Linked DNA regions of Sus scrofa: region 2 is linked to region 1. A link is a contact called in public Hi-C data. All regions are on one chromosome and are shown on one strand. The core of a region is the stretch at or near the end of the contact, and the rest is flanking DNA. Distances in the headings are between cores, read along the strand shown.

What was found. A called contact is a pair of places that touch in the nucleus more often than the background predicts.
Region 2: a Hi-C map of mesenteric adipose tissue shows a contact between it and region 1, with 1.5 times the contacts expected there. The contact joins two enhancer-like sites. A contact is called at or near these places in 2 of 47 Hi-C or Micro-C datasets (embryonic fibroblasts and mesenteric adipose tissue).

The regions. Positions count from the first base shown.
Region 1 is chr13:2,494,987-2,500,940 of Sscrofa11.1, reverse strand. It overlaps CAPN7 (calpain 7), which reads right to left. Exons shown (of 21, transcript NM_001097443.1): 16 at 5,742-5,817; 17 at 2,174-2,319; 18 at 863-925; 19 at 174-304. Among named protein-coding and RNA genes, the nearest start is that of CAPN7, 46 kb to the right of the region's middle. Within about 2 kb of position 4,165, at least 10 of the 83 cell types and tissues checked have an H3K27ac peak or open chromatin away from gene starts, as enhancers often do. A contact at or near this core is called in mesenteric adipose tissue, where this site is marked.
Region 2 is chr13:3,070,476-3,076,588 of Sscrofa11.1, reverse strand. It overlaps a transcript of ANKRD28 not described here. Among named protein-coding and RNA genes, the nearest start is that of ANKRD28, 16 kb to the right of the region's middle. Within about 2 kb of position 4,123, at least 13 of the 83 cell types and tissues checked have an H3K27ac peak or open chromatin away from gene starts, as enhancers often do. A contact at or near this core is called in mesenteric adipose tissue, where this site is marked.

The DNA of each region.
Region 1 (5,954 bases), core at 2,916-5,415:
CTGTAAGACCACCTTTCCCATAAATCGAAGGTCCACATGAGTGTGTGTGTGTGTGTGTGTGTGTGTGTCTGTGTATATATGTGTGTGTGTGTGGGTGTGTGTATTTCAAAACCCTATTTTGTTCCACTAAACTCATTTTAAATATAACATTAAGAAAGTTACTTATCACAGACCTTGGTCCTCTTAGTTCGATCAGCAGCGGCCCAGACTTTTCTATGTGGAATTGGTAAATGGGGTTATTTTTATGAGTCTCTTGGAAATTTCCACATCCTCCAGCACTCTGACCACTCCACTTTCCATTAATCTAATAAAACAAAGTTGTATTAACAACCTTCACATTCTTCAACTCCTTTGCACCTTAAAAAAAAAAAAAAAAAAAAAAAAGCAGCAACTCTCCACTCGGGCTTCCCGACTGCCAGGCTTTATTTGCCACTGAGAGCATGTAACTCTCCATGTCAGCTCAGTTGCTTGGCTGCTCTCAGCCCTATCTCCATCTCTCAACCCTCCATCAAGTCTTCCCTGCCAAGAATCTCTGCCAAGTTCTCCCTCAAATTCTGTTACACACGTCCAGCCCACCCTGCAGAATCCACCTCAAACTCTGCTCACAAGGTCCATCCACATGGCCTCCCCCGCTGACCAAGATCTGCATTAATCTCTTTTCTCTAAATTTATTTTTTCCCCACAGAATTACTTAACAGTGCTCATGAGGGATCTTGTGTTCCAACCCAGACTAGAGACCACGTTTCCCTCGCACACCTGTCCCCAAATTGTTAAATGTGGGGAAAAAATGAGAAAAGGAGAAGAAGGAAAGGGAATTCTAAGAGTTCAATGTGGTTCTGACCCACAGAAGAAATGCTCTTACCTGTTTTGATACGGTGTATGGTGAAGGAATTTTTGAAAAAGTAAAGCTGCACGCTGAGTATACCTAGAATTAAAAAAAATTATGATGATGATAAAGTTTATACTTATAAAAATAACTAAAGTGATAAAAGAATGTTTTGGAAGGCTAAAAACTTAGTTGGCCTGTATAAAAGTCCTAATTCTATAGGCAGCCTGGGATCAGGGCAGGATTAAAGAACTGAGTTGGGCAGCTAGGGGTCTTGTCTTGGCTTTCTCTGCTCACTCTGTGTGACTCAGGACACACCACAATCTCTCTAGGCCTTGGCTTCTGCATCTGCAGAACAAAGCATTCTTTATTCCCAATGCAGCTCCTCAATGTCCCCTCGTCACTAAAAAAAATCTGTTCAAATTGAGCTTCTTTACTGATCTATGGCAAACAAATCTATGCAGAACAAAATTACAGTGACCTTCCCAGATGAATGAGAGCAGTACGTTTAGAGGCAACTGATTTCCTTTCACTAAGTTTAAAGTCTTCTCTTTGAGCAGCAGGGGGCGGGGGGATGGCGGTGAGCCCACAGCATGTGGAAGTTCCCAGGCCAAGAAGCAAACCAGAGCCACAACAGTCACCCAAGCCACGGCAATGAACAATGCCAGGTTCCTAAACCACTGCACCAACCAGGGAACGCCCTCAAAGTCTTCTTTTTTAAAGCAAATAAAAGGACTATGTAGACGAAAGGAGTTTTTATTGCTTACTCTGTAAATCTATTAGTCCAACATACCTCGGGATTAATTATTACTCTGAAAACTAAAATGTTCATTCAAAATGTTATTCACAGGGGCTCTTGTTGTGGCGCAATGAAAACGAATCGGACTAGGAACCATGAGGTTGCGGGTCTGATCCCTGGCCTCACTCAGTGGGTTAAGGATCCAGCATTGCTGTGAGCTGTGGTGTAGGCCGCAGATGCGGCTCAGATCTGACATTGCTGTGGCTATGGCATAGGCTGGCAGCGGTAGCTCCGATTCGACCCCTTACCTGGGAACCTCCATATGCCTCAGGTGTGGTCCTAAAAAGGAAAAAAAAAAAAAAAAAAAAACCCAAAAAAGCCCAAAATGTTATTCACAGAAAAACGTTACTGATCAAAAGCATTATTTTCTGCAAGAAGCATCATAATTTATTATTAAGCTGTTATACAGATATATAAAGATCACACTCAACAATATATAAAGATCAATTTTCAGAAATACACTTTTTCTGTAGATAATCCCATTTAGAAAGCAGAGCATGTTACGTACTTTCTATTATTGCTTTGTCATGATACATTGCTTTACTCACCCGGACTGTGTAATGGATTGTGTTCTGTTTTTCATACTGAGAAACCACTAATGTAAAGGTATGGGTCCCAGGTGTGGTTAGCTTTATCTTAGTCAAATAATGAGGGCTGTTAATTCGAATCCCATCAATGTATGGAGGTGGGTCAGCTGCAAATAAACAAGTAGGTTTACAGATGACGGGCCTTTAGTTTTAAAATCTAAGTTTGATGGTAGGAAAAATAATTCAATGGCTGGACATCCCTTTTCTACCTTGAAAATATAATGGTATAAAGAATTACAAGTTCAATTTAAAACTTAACAAAATTTAAAACTTTAAGTAGTTATAATAAGCAAAAAGCAATCTTTCGGAGTACATTCAGTGAGGTACAAGATAATCCCTGCTGTTTGCTCTATCTTGCATTTCTCTCTCCCAGGAGAGGACTATAAAATAGAGATTGGCTTTTTTTCTTTTGAGGAAAGTTTTAAGAAGATATAAAGAAGTATAACAACATATATCTACATTCCCTCCCACTCAGAATAAACACGGTTTGGTCATACTATCTTCTTTACAAAACAAAGTTCCTTTTAACCACCACCCTGAAGACTCAGGCCATTCCACTCTGAAGGGTCCAATGGGCATCTTTTCAGACTTACGCACACACATACACATGTACACACACCCCTAAAAACAATGGATAATGTTATTTCTGTGAACATATAACTAAAAAAATCAGATAGTATATATCTTGTTTTCCGTCTTTCATTTTCCACACGTTTTGAGATACATAGATATGGTTTATTCCTTTTAAAAGGATATGTGTGTGCAATATCATATGCCATCATGAATAGGACACATTTTATCTATACATCCCCATTGAGTCATGCAGACGATATGTTAATTCAGATTATTTCCAGTATGTTTCCATCACAGACAATGCTACCTGATACATTCTCTGACAGTCTCATGAATCAAGACAATGAAATCACTTCATGCATATCAATTAAGATACGTCATTTAGGATCAACGCTACATCACTCAGCCTATTTAGGAACACTTATAATGTGATTTGTAGGAAAACTAAACATTTTAGTATCTTAAATAGGCAGTAAGTCTCTCATGCTTTAGGTGGTGTGATCTGGTGTGAAGGGTTAAAAAAAATACAAACCAGGCATATCTGTGACCCTGAACAGATTCTGACCTATGTCTTAGTTTACTCTTCTGTCAGATGGAGAAAAATAAGCCCTGTCCAATTTACCTCAGAGTGCTGTGATGAAAATAAACTGTAAACCAGAAAGTACCCTGAAATGGCAAAGTCACAATGTATAAGAGATGAAGCACTGTTTTAATAAAAAATTCAAGTAAAAAGAGTAACAGGTTGTTTGAAATTCAAAAGCCATGCTACAAGGATACACACAGCATTTGTGCTTTTTTTGGTTGTATAATGACCAACGTGAAAAATGGAAAATTTGGCTAGTTTAACTGGATATTTGTCATCCTACATACCATGCCCATTCCAGAAAATCTCAAGATACCAGCTAGTAAGAAGCAGTGACTGCCCTCCACACAGCATAACTGGGGAGAAGGCCATCTTTTCCTATGATCGAGCAAGATGAAACCTGACAGAACCACTGGGACCCCAGCTCCCTCATCACTGCCCATTTCTCTGCACAGCCTTCTTTCAAGAACTGTGGGTGATGGCTTCGTCCATCCTCAAACCACTCATCCTGGGCTTCCGGCCCAGCCAGTGATGCTGCCAGGGTGCTAGTCCAACAGTCTCTTCTCTAACCTAGTCTCACTGGACCTCAGATACAGCAGTGTATGCAATTTTCACTCTTTTCCCCATGGAATGTTTTCCTCCCTCGGGTTACATGAAACCTTACGCTATGTGATCAGGTGTTCTGTTCAAATTCTTCTGAGATAAACTGTCCTCTGCTCAACCTAAGATGCCAGAGTCCAAGGGCCAGGCACTGGGTATTCATCAGTGTACCCAGGACTCTGTAGACGTGACTCGTGTACCTTACCCCGACTCCCCGACCTGTTTCTGCAGCTCTAACCTTTACCCCAGAACTAAAAGACCCAACTGTCTACATGGCTCCTTCACTTTGATGGGTAAAGAGCATCTCCAATTTAACAAAACCCAAAATTAACTTTTAGTTTTACTCCACAACAACTCCTGCTGCCTCCCCTGCTCCCACCAACACCTACTGTCTCAGTAAATGTTCTATTGCCTAAGGCAAAAAACCCCAAACAAAACCCAGGAATCATTCTTCATTCCTCTTTGCCTCGGTGTTAACCCAACAGTCCTGACAATCCTGACCCACATCTGTCAACTCTTCACCACCCTAAGTTTACACCACCATCATTTCTCACATACATAAATACCTAATCGATTTCTCGGCTTCCATGGTTCGTCCCCTCCTATATATTCTACAAAGAATTTTGTTAAAAAAAAACAAAAAAAAAAAACAGATCATGTCACTTACCCGATTAAGAGTCTTCAAAGATTTCCCACTGCATATAGAATAAAATCCAAACCCCTCCTGTGGCTTTCGTGCCTTCATGTGCTCTCTGTCTGCATGCTTTCTGACCACTTCTGACACCACACCTCCCTAGGCCTGCTGGCCTTTCTCTGTTCCCAGAAAACACTATTTTTTCTTCATTTTAAGGTTGGACTTGCTGTTTCCTCTGCTTGTAATGATTTTACCTCTGTTTCTCTGTGAGACTGATGCCTGTTTGTCATTATCTTTTCTTGTCTTATCCTTTCTCAGAAGCTGTCCATGGCCATGCAACCGAAGTAGCCAAGCAGTCGCTAACATGTGATCCTATTTATTTCTTTACACACACGTATCACTCTCTGTTGTTTTTCTCATTATTTGTCTCTCGGACTAGAACATAAACTAACAGTTCCTATCATATAGTAAGTGATAAAAATTTTTTTATTATGAAAGCGAAACAGTATCAAAATGTTAACAAAATGTTAATGCCTGAGGAGTTCTGCAGAGGGAAAGATTTACTTTGCCTGGCAGGAAGGCTATCACAGGGGAAAAAACCCAAGCTGGATCTTAACCAAGTTCATTACTCAGAATAGGGTAAAAGGAGTATGTGGGCGGAGGGCAGGGAGAAGAGAGGTTCTTGGCAGAAGAAACTGTGTGAAAAGGGGTGCAAGGGCAACAGGGTATGATGTGTCTAGGAGTGGGCAGTCCCGTGCCGAGGATACTGGGAAGAGATGGGGCATGAGATACAGGGGGTCAACAAGGCCAAGGCCAGAATATAACGAGCCTTAGACCCCACACTGAAGAGCCTAGATTCATTCAAGAGTCCATGGAGAACCACAGAATTTCTGACCAGAGAAAAAGGTTTTGATTTAAATTTTGGAAATAAAGCTCTGATAGCAATGCGCAAGGGTGTCGAAATCCCAAGTTCCTGAGGTCTCTAAAGCAAAAATGAATCAAAACAAAACACTAAGGTAGTTTCGATCAGTTTATCAGCAAATTTACTAATTTCTCCACTATATAAAGTTTGTCATTTTCAACTGCACCACACAAATAGAATTTCAATGTTTGTTTGAATGTCTATTTACTAAACATACCTGGGTAATAAACTTTTTTCCCATCAGTCTTGTATACGACCATTGTGATAAATTCTCGATTATTTGCAAAGTCATCCTGAAAGCACAAAGAACACAATGTGTTTAGGAAAATGGGCTCAAAAGTGTGTATGGAATGGGGAACAGGAGAGGAAGGAGATTACTTCAAATTTTAAGAGCATTTTTATTTAGTGCCATAAAAAATGTTTTTCTGAA
Region 2 (6,113 bases), core at 2,874-5,373, 580 kb before region 1:
TTATGTCCGTCTTTGACTTAAAGTTTTTTAGTGGTCTCCCCACCATTTTGCAGTTAAATGTATATACTTTAATATGGCATTCAAGACCCTTCATGAATTGGCCCTTGTCTGAATTTTCCAGCCTTAGTTTATGCAACCCTGCTATATATTTTGTGGCTAAGCAGGTAGGAAGAGAGCATTCTAGGCAGAGAGAACAGCATATACAGTGACACAGCTGTATGAAATTTTGTGGTGTTATTTGAATTATAACAAGTATGTTTATATTTTTGAAATTTACAGACAAGGTGGTGGTGGGTGTCTTCAATGTTGTGTACTTTAGTAAAATTTAGTTGACTAAAAGCAGGTATTTTATTTATGATTTAGAGAAGTAACTGGTGGTATAGAAAATTGTTAATCAGGACTCTTAGGTACAAATGTCAGAAATCCCAACTGAATGCAAGAGGAACTTGATTTTTTGGGCTCTAGGGATCGTCAGGCAGAGCTCCATCCAGGACTTGGTGACAGTGGAGTCTCTGTCATTCCCCATCCTCTTTAAAGCTCTGTCCTTTTTTTTTTTTTTTTTTTCCTACAGGCAGGTTAGCTTACATTTCCTTACAGTCCCAAAAGGAAAAGAGAGAGTATTTTTCATGGTATTCTTGGCAGGAAATGTCTGCTTAGATTGTTCATTCCTGAACTAACAAACATGTGGCCAGTCCTGGGTCTCCTGTGTATCTGGACCAGATGCACTCCCTAATGCAAGGGCTTCTTGGGAAAGAACCTATGTCTGCTACAGAACTGGAGAAAGGAGACCCAAGAGTTGAGAGACCATTTTGGAGGTAGTTTTGATAATTCAGGTGGGGACTGAAGTGGGTCTGCACTAGGTCACTGTGGGTGAAGAGAGCTTAGGAAGATTTTAGGTAGAATGTCTGGAACTTGGCAACTGACTCAAAGTGGGAGATAAAGTAAGGGAAGGCTTTTAGATAATTCTTTTTGTGTTCTGGGGCACTCTGTATATGATAGTGTCATTGCTATTAACCAGCCTGGCAATTTCAGAAAAAATCCTTTGGGGAAGTAGACTACAGATGGTAAGCTGAATTTTGACACACCTTGAATCTGAGATAATGGAACATGCAGGTAAAGGGGCCCATTGAGCATTCGGAAGTTGTTTCTGGAGATTAGGATTGGAAATAAAGACTTGGAAGTATCACATAAATGATAGCTCATATTATAGAAATAGATGGGATTGTCCCAGAGGAGATTGTAGACCAGGAGGAAGAAAAGTGGTCTGAGAGGCAAGATACTTAAGTATAAGAGATGGAAACAAAGCCAAATGAAAGGGACCGAAAAAGGTTTAGAAAAATAGATGAACACTTTTTGAAAGTAACAAGAAAGTTTAGTAAATATTATTGGTGTCCGGTACTGTAGAGTAGTTGAGAAAACTGAAGATTTGCAGTCTGTTATCATTGAGGACTTTAGCGTAATATCAGTTGAGTGGTGGTTGACCATGAAGTTTGGCTGCAGTACGGAAGAAACAAGTAAAAAATGGAGTAGTAGCTTGTTAGGGAAACAGAGAAGTTTTCTGAAGGCTGAATAAGAGGAATGGAGACAGCAGTGAGGACTAAAAGTGATGTAAGAAAGGAGTTGGAGTTGATAAAATAAGGTCTCTTAAGAAGACTGAAATAGGGGTTCCCATCGTGGCTCAGTGGTTAACAAATCCGACTAGGAACCATGAGGTTGCGGGCTCCATTCCTGGCCTCACTCAGTGAGTTAAGGCTCCAGTGTTTTTGTGAGCTGTGGTGTAGGTCACAGAAGTGGCTCAGATCCCACATTGCTGTGGCTCTAGTGTAGGCCAGGGGCTACAGCTCCAATTCGACCCCTAGTCTGGGAACCTTCATATGCTGTAGTGTGGCCCTAGAAAAGACCAAAAAAAAAAAAGATTGAAATATTTTTGAGTAAATGTACTTTTTTTCCCTCTGTGTCTACAGGTTCACCCCATCATACAGCAAAGTCATTGAGGTCTGGTACCTGGCATTGAAGAAGTGTTTAGTAAATGACTATTGAATGAAGGAAAGATCAGAGGGAAAAATTGCAAATAGAGATATTTTGGGGGTTAGTCAGAAGGAAGTTCAAGGAATCCATCTTTGTCGTCCTCTTTCTCTCTGAGGGAGAATGCCAAGAGAGAATGCCTCCCCAGCTTACTTACCTGACAGCACTGCTGTGAAGAACCAGCATGAGAACAGATGTGAAACATCCTTAAATTAGGAAGTGCTGGTACAAGTGGAGGGGAGTAATAATTTTCGTTTCTAAAACATCTTAATTTTGAAAGGGGCTTGGAGTCAGATGACACTCAGTTCTCACCAACTCAGAAATCCCATTTGCTTCCTTAACAAGTGCTGATGTAACTTCTCTTAGGTGTGTGATGTGTGGGAAGAGCCAGGCTTTGGAGACAGATGGGCCTGGATAAGAATCCAGTTTTCTCCACTTCTTAGCTGACGTGATTAAACCGATTTCGAGTTTTAACTTGTCTGCCTCAGAATTTATCTGGGCAATGGGGTCTATTTTGCAGGCATGTTGTCACAAATTAAGTACCCATTAAGTGCCTAGAACCATCATAGGTATTCAGGTGACCTGGGATGTTCATCCCTGCCCAGTATGAATGGCCAGCCTGTTCCATCTTCAGATAAAATAATGCTAGGTAAAAAAGTACTATCTTACATTGAGCTAGATTTTATCTCCCTGCTTGATTCTAGTTCTTACTTCTAGAACTGTGCAATTTGAAATCTCTTCACAATGATAGCACTTCAGATGTTTTACAGCTATCATATTCTCCTTGGCTCCTTTTCAGATGAAACATCTTTAGCTCTACTGACACTTAGGATGTGGTTTTTAAATCCACGATCATTCTGGCTGCCATCTTTGAATGTGTTTCGGTTTCATTACTCTAGATGCGGTTTGACCCTATGTCTAGTAATTAGATTTACTTTTCATAAAGGAGAAAAGCGAGATTAATAGGAAACATTTTTGATATAAAACTTTGATTTTAATTGGTTAAAATTAAAGTGTAATTATATAGGTTCATATTCTAAAGTGTACTGTTTTCTTTTCTCAGTAGCATTTGTGAAATGATTGCCTTTGGTCCTTCCCAAAACAAATTATTGATGATTAGTTTTTTCTCCCTTTTAAAAATAAATCTCCAGAGCCCTCAGAGTATCTCATAATGGTGGTAAAATTAAACTATTGAAATAAAATGCCAAGATTTAATCTTTCTATATAGTAAATAATATACTGTTAGTTGCCTACTCACTGGCCATTACCCACTTCCTTCCTTGCATGTCCCAGTTTTGTTTGGTTGCCCCTGGCTTATGTGACTTGGAGAAATCCCTAATAGTGTAAGCTAATCAGAGTAATCCTTCTTTGCCTGGTCATGATTTGTTTAGAAAGGGACATGTGATTGGCCAAGTCTGGTCATATTTTGGGGGAAGTCAGTTTAGGTAGCTTCTGTGAAGTCTTCTTTGTATCTGAAAAGGTAGACACAGAAGGAAACTCCCCCTTCTCTTGGATAGCAGTATGTGTCTGATATGATGCCTTGCAGTGACTACAAAGGGAAATATGCAAAGGTCCATGTTGAGTCTGACAGAAGAGCTGGAAAGAGCTCAGGTGTTCTACCTGATGGTGTTGAGTAAAGATCAGTCACCTTGGAACTACCTTATTTTACTACTTTTTGTTCATGATGATAATAAGATATCAATAAAAAAACAGTAAAGATATTGTTTGACCCAGTTTGATGTGACATACTATTTTAGTTTAGGATAGCCCTAATATTAAAGAACAAACATATTTGTTAGTCTGTTGCACAGAAGAGTAGATATTTTTGGTGGTAGGCCAATTTAGATGTAATGATGAACCTGGTAATTGTGAGGTCACATTAAAATTATATTGCAGTCAAAGTTTCATAGATATTCTTATATTACTGAATGTTTTCATTGTGAACAAAACAGACTAAAGAATTTCTGTCATTGGACATTCCCTGTGGCACAGCAGGTTAAGGATCCAGCATTGTCACAGCTGTGGCACAGGCTGCAACTGTGGTGTGGGTTTGATCCCTGGCCTGGGAACTTCTGTATGCCAGAGGCATGGCCAAAGAAACATTTCTGTCATACAATAACTGATAGCACGTTTAACTACCCAGTTATTTAAGAATGAGCTTGTTATCAATTCTGACAGGGACCCTCTTCTTTCCACTTACAAAGTTAAAAATTGACTACCTTTAAAGGAATTGACATTGTTTTATTCTGAAATAACATTAGGTTATAAGCATGACTTTGTACATGTTTATCGAGGGCATGAAAATCTATTTATGCAGAAAAATTCCATGACTGAGACACATTAGAAACACCCTTTCCTTCTTTCAACAATAGAAACTTCTTTATAAAATTTTAGATAGCACTCTTTAATAGAGGAAACTAAAGAATATGAAAAATGTTGTAAACTATCTGAGTCATCACTTGGATTTGAAAATAGTTACTTTCAGTATTTTTGTCTCCACCCTTCTATGGTTTAGAAGAATGTGAATCATCATCTTTAGTATTTCCCAACGGTAGCTACTTTGAGGTGGAAGTTTGGCGTATGCAGTCCCAATTGGTGTTTGAAATAATTCATGTGCACTTCAGCTACTGATCTTACTGCCCTTGTGGGAATTCCGTGGATGGCTCATGTAATTATTGCTTATAAAGGTAAACATTGAGTAACCATAGCAACTTATTTTTAAATTGAAATTTTTCTTCCTTTGGTTTTTAAAGTACAGTAACTTGATACTATATTTATCTCAGTGTCACTCCATTGTAGAAACCAGAATGAATTGCAAATAACCTTTCCTCAGTTTTTTTTAAAGGAAAGCAGAAATTCAGCCTGTTTAAAATATGAATCGTATACACTACTACTTTGTAGTATTCAGCCTAAGTTGTCTTTGAGACAGTTGCTAAAAGATTATTCATTACATAAATAATAATGCAATGATATGTCAGAGAATGTGTTTCTCATGGGCCTGGTAAACATAAGTTACATGGCAGACATGCTGCTGGTTAGCATAAATTCCAGCCCCAAATTGTACTAATAGGTGATCAAGTAGGATATTTTTACAGGTAATACAATGTAAAAAACTTTAATTCATTCTGGCCTTTAGTCTGAATTATAAATACCTTTTTATGAAGAAAATAGTCTAACCTTAAAAAATACTGTCTAAATACAGTAGTACATATTTTATAATGAGGTAGGGCCCCCCCCCCCTTAGTTTTGATATACTGGGTATATTCTAAGAAACTACCCATATTGTTATGTTCAGTTTGTTAAAATTTGCTTTCATACTTTTCAAAGGAAACAGTTTTTTGTTTTTTAAGACTGAAGTCTGAAAACAGTCATTTCAATATTGACTTAGATCTTAAGTTCTCATTTATAACTCTTGAATCTACTCTCTTCCCAGAAAGCCCATTCCATTTCCTGTCTTCACTGAAACTCACTGTTTTCATAAGTACGTGCTTCTCCACAGGACTTCTCAAGTATAGCTAGCTGTCCCTTTGCTCACAGCCATTATATCCTAGGAAAATGTTTCTAGTCTTCATACCTATGAAAACATTCTCCAGAGCATATGGAAGTTCCTGGGCCAGGGATTGAATCTGAGCTGCAGATGTGACTTCTGCCACAACTGTGGCATCACTAGATCCTTCAACCCACTGCACCAGGCTGGGGATTGAACCTGCACCTCTGCAGCAACCCGTCCCACAATTGGATTCTTAATCACTTTGCACAGCAGGAACTCTTCCTCCCTCCTTCTCCTTTTTATGGACGCATGACATATGGAAATTCCCAGACCTGGGATTGAATCGAAACCGCAGCTGTGGCCTGTGCCACAGCCATGGCGATACCAGATCTGAGCCGCATCTGTGACTTTCACTGCAGCTAACAGCAATGCTGGATCCTTAACCCATTGAGCAAGGCCAGGAATCAAACTTGCATCCTCACAGAGACAATGTCTGGTCCTTAACCTGCTGAGGCAGAGTGGAATCTCTGAGATCTTTCTTTCTTCATGTTGGTATTTTTTTGGTATAAACTTCCCTCTTAGTACTTTTGCTACATCT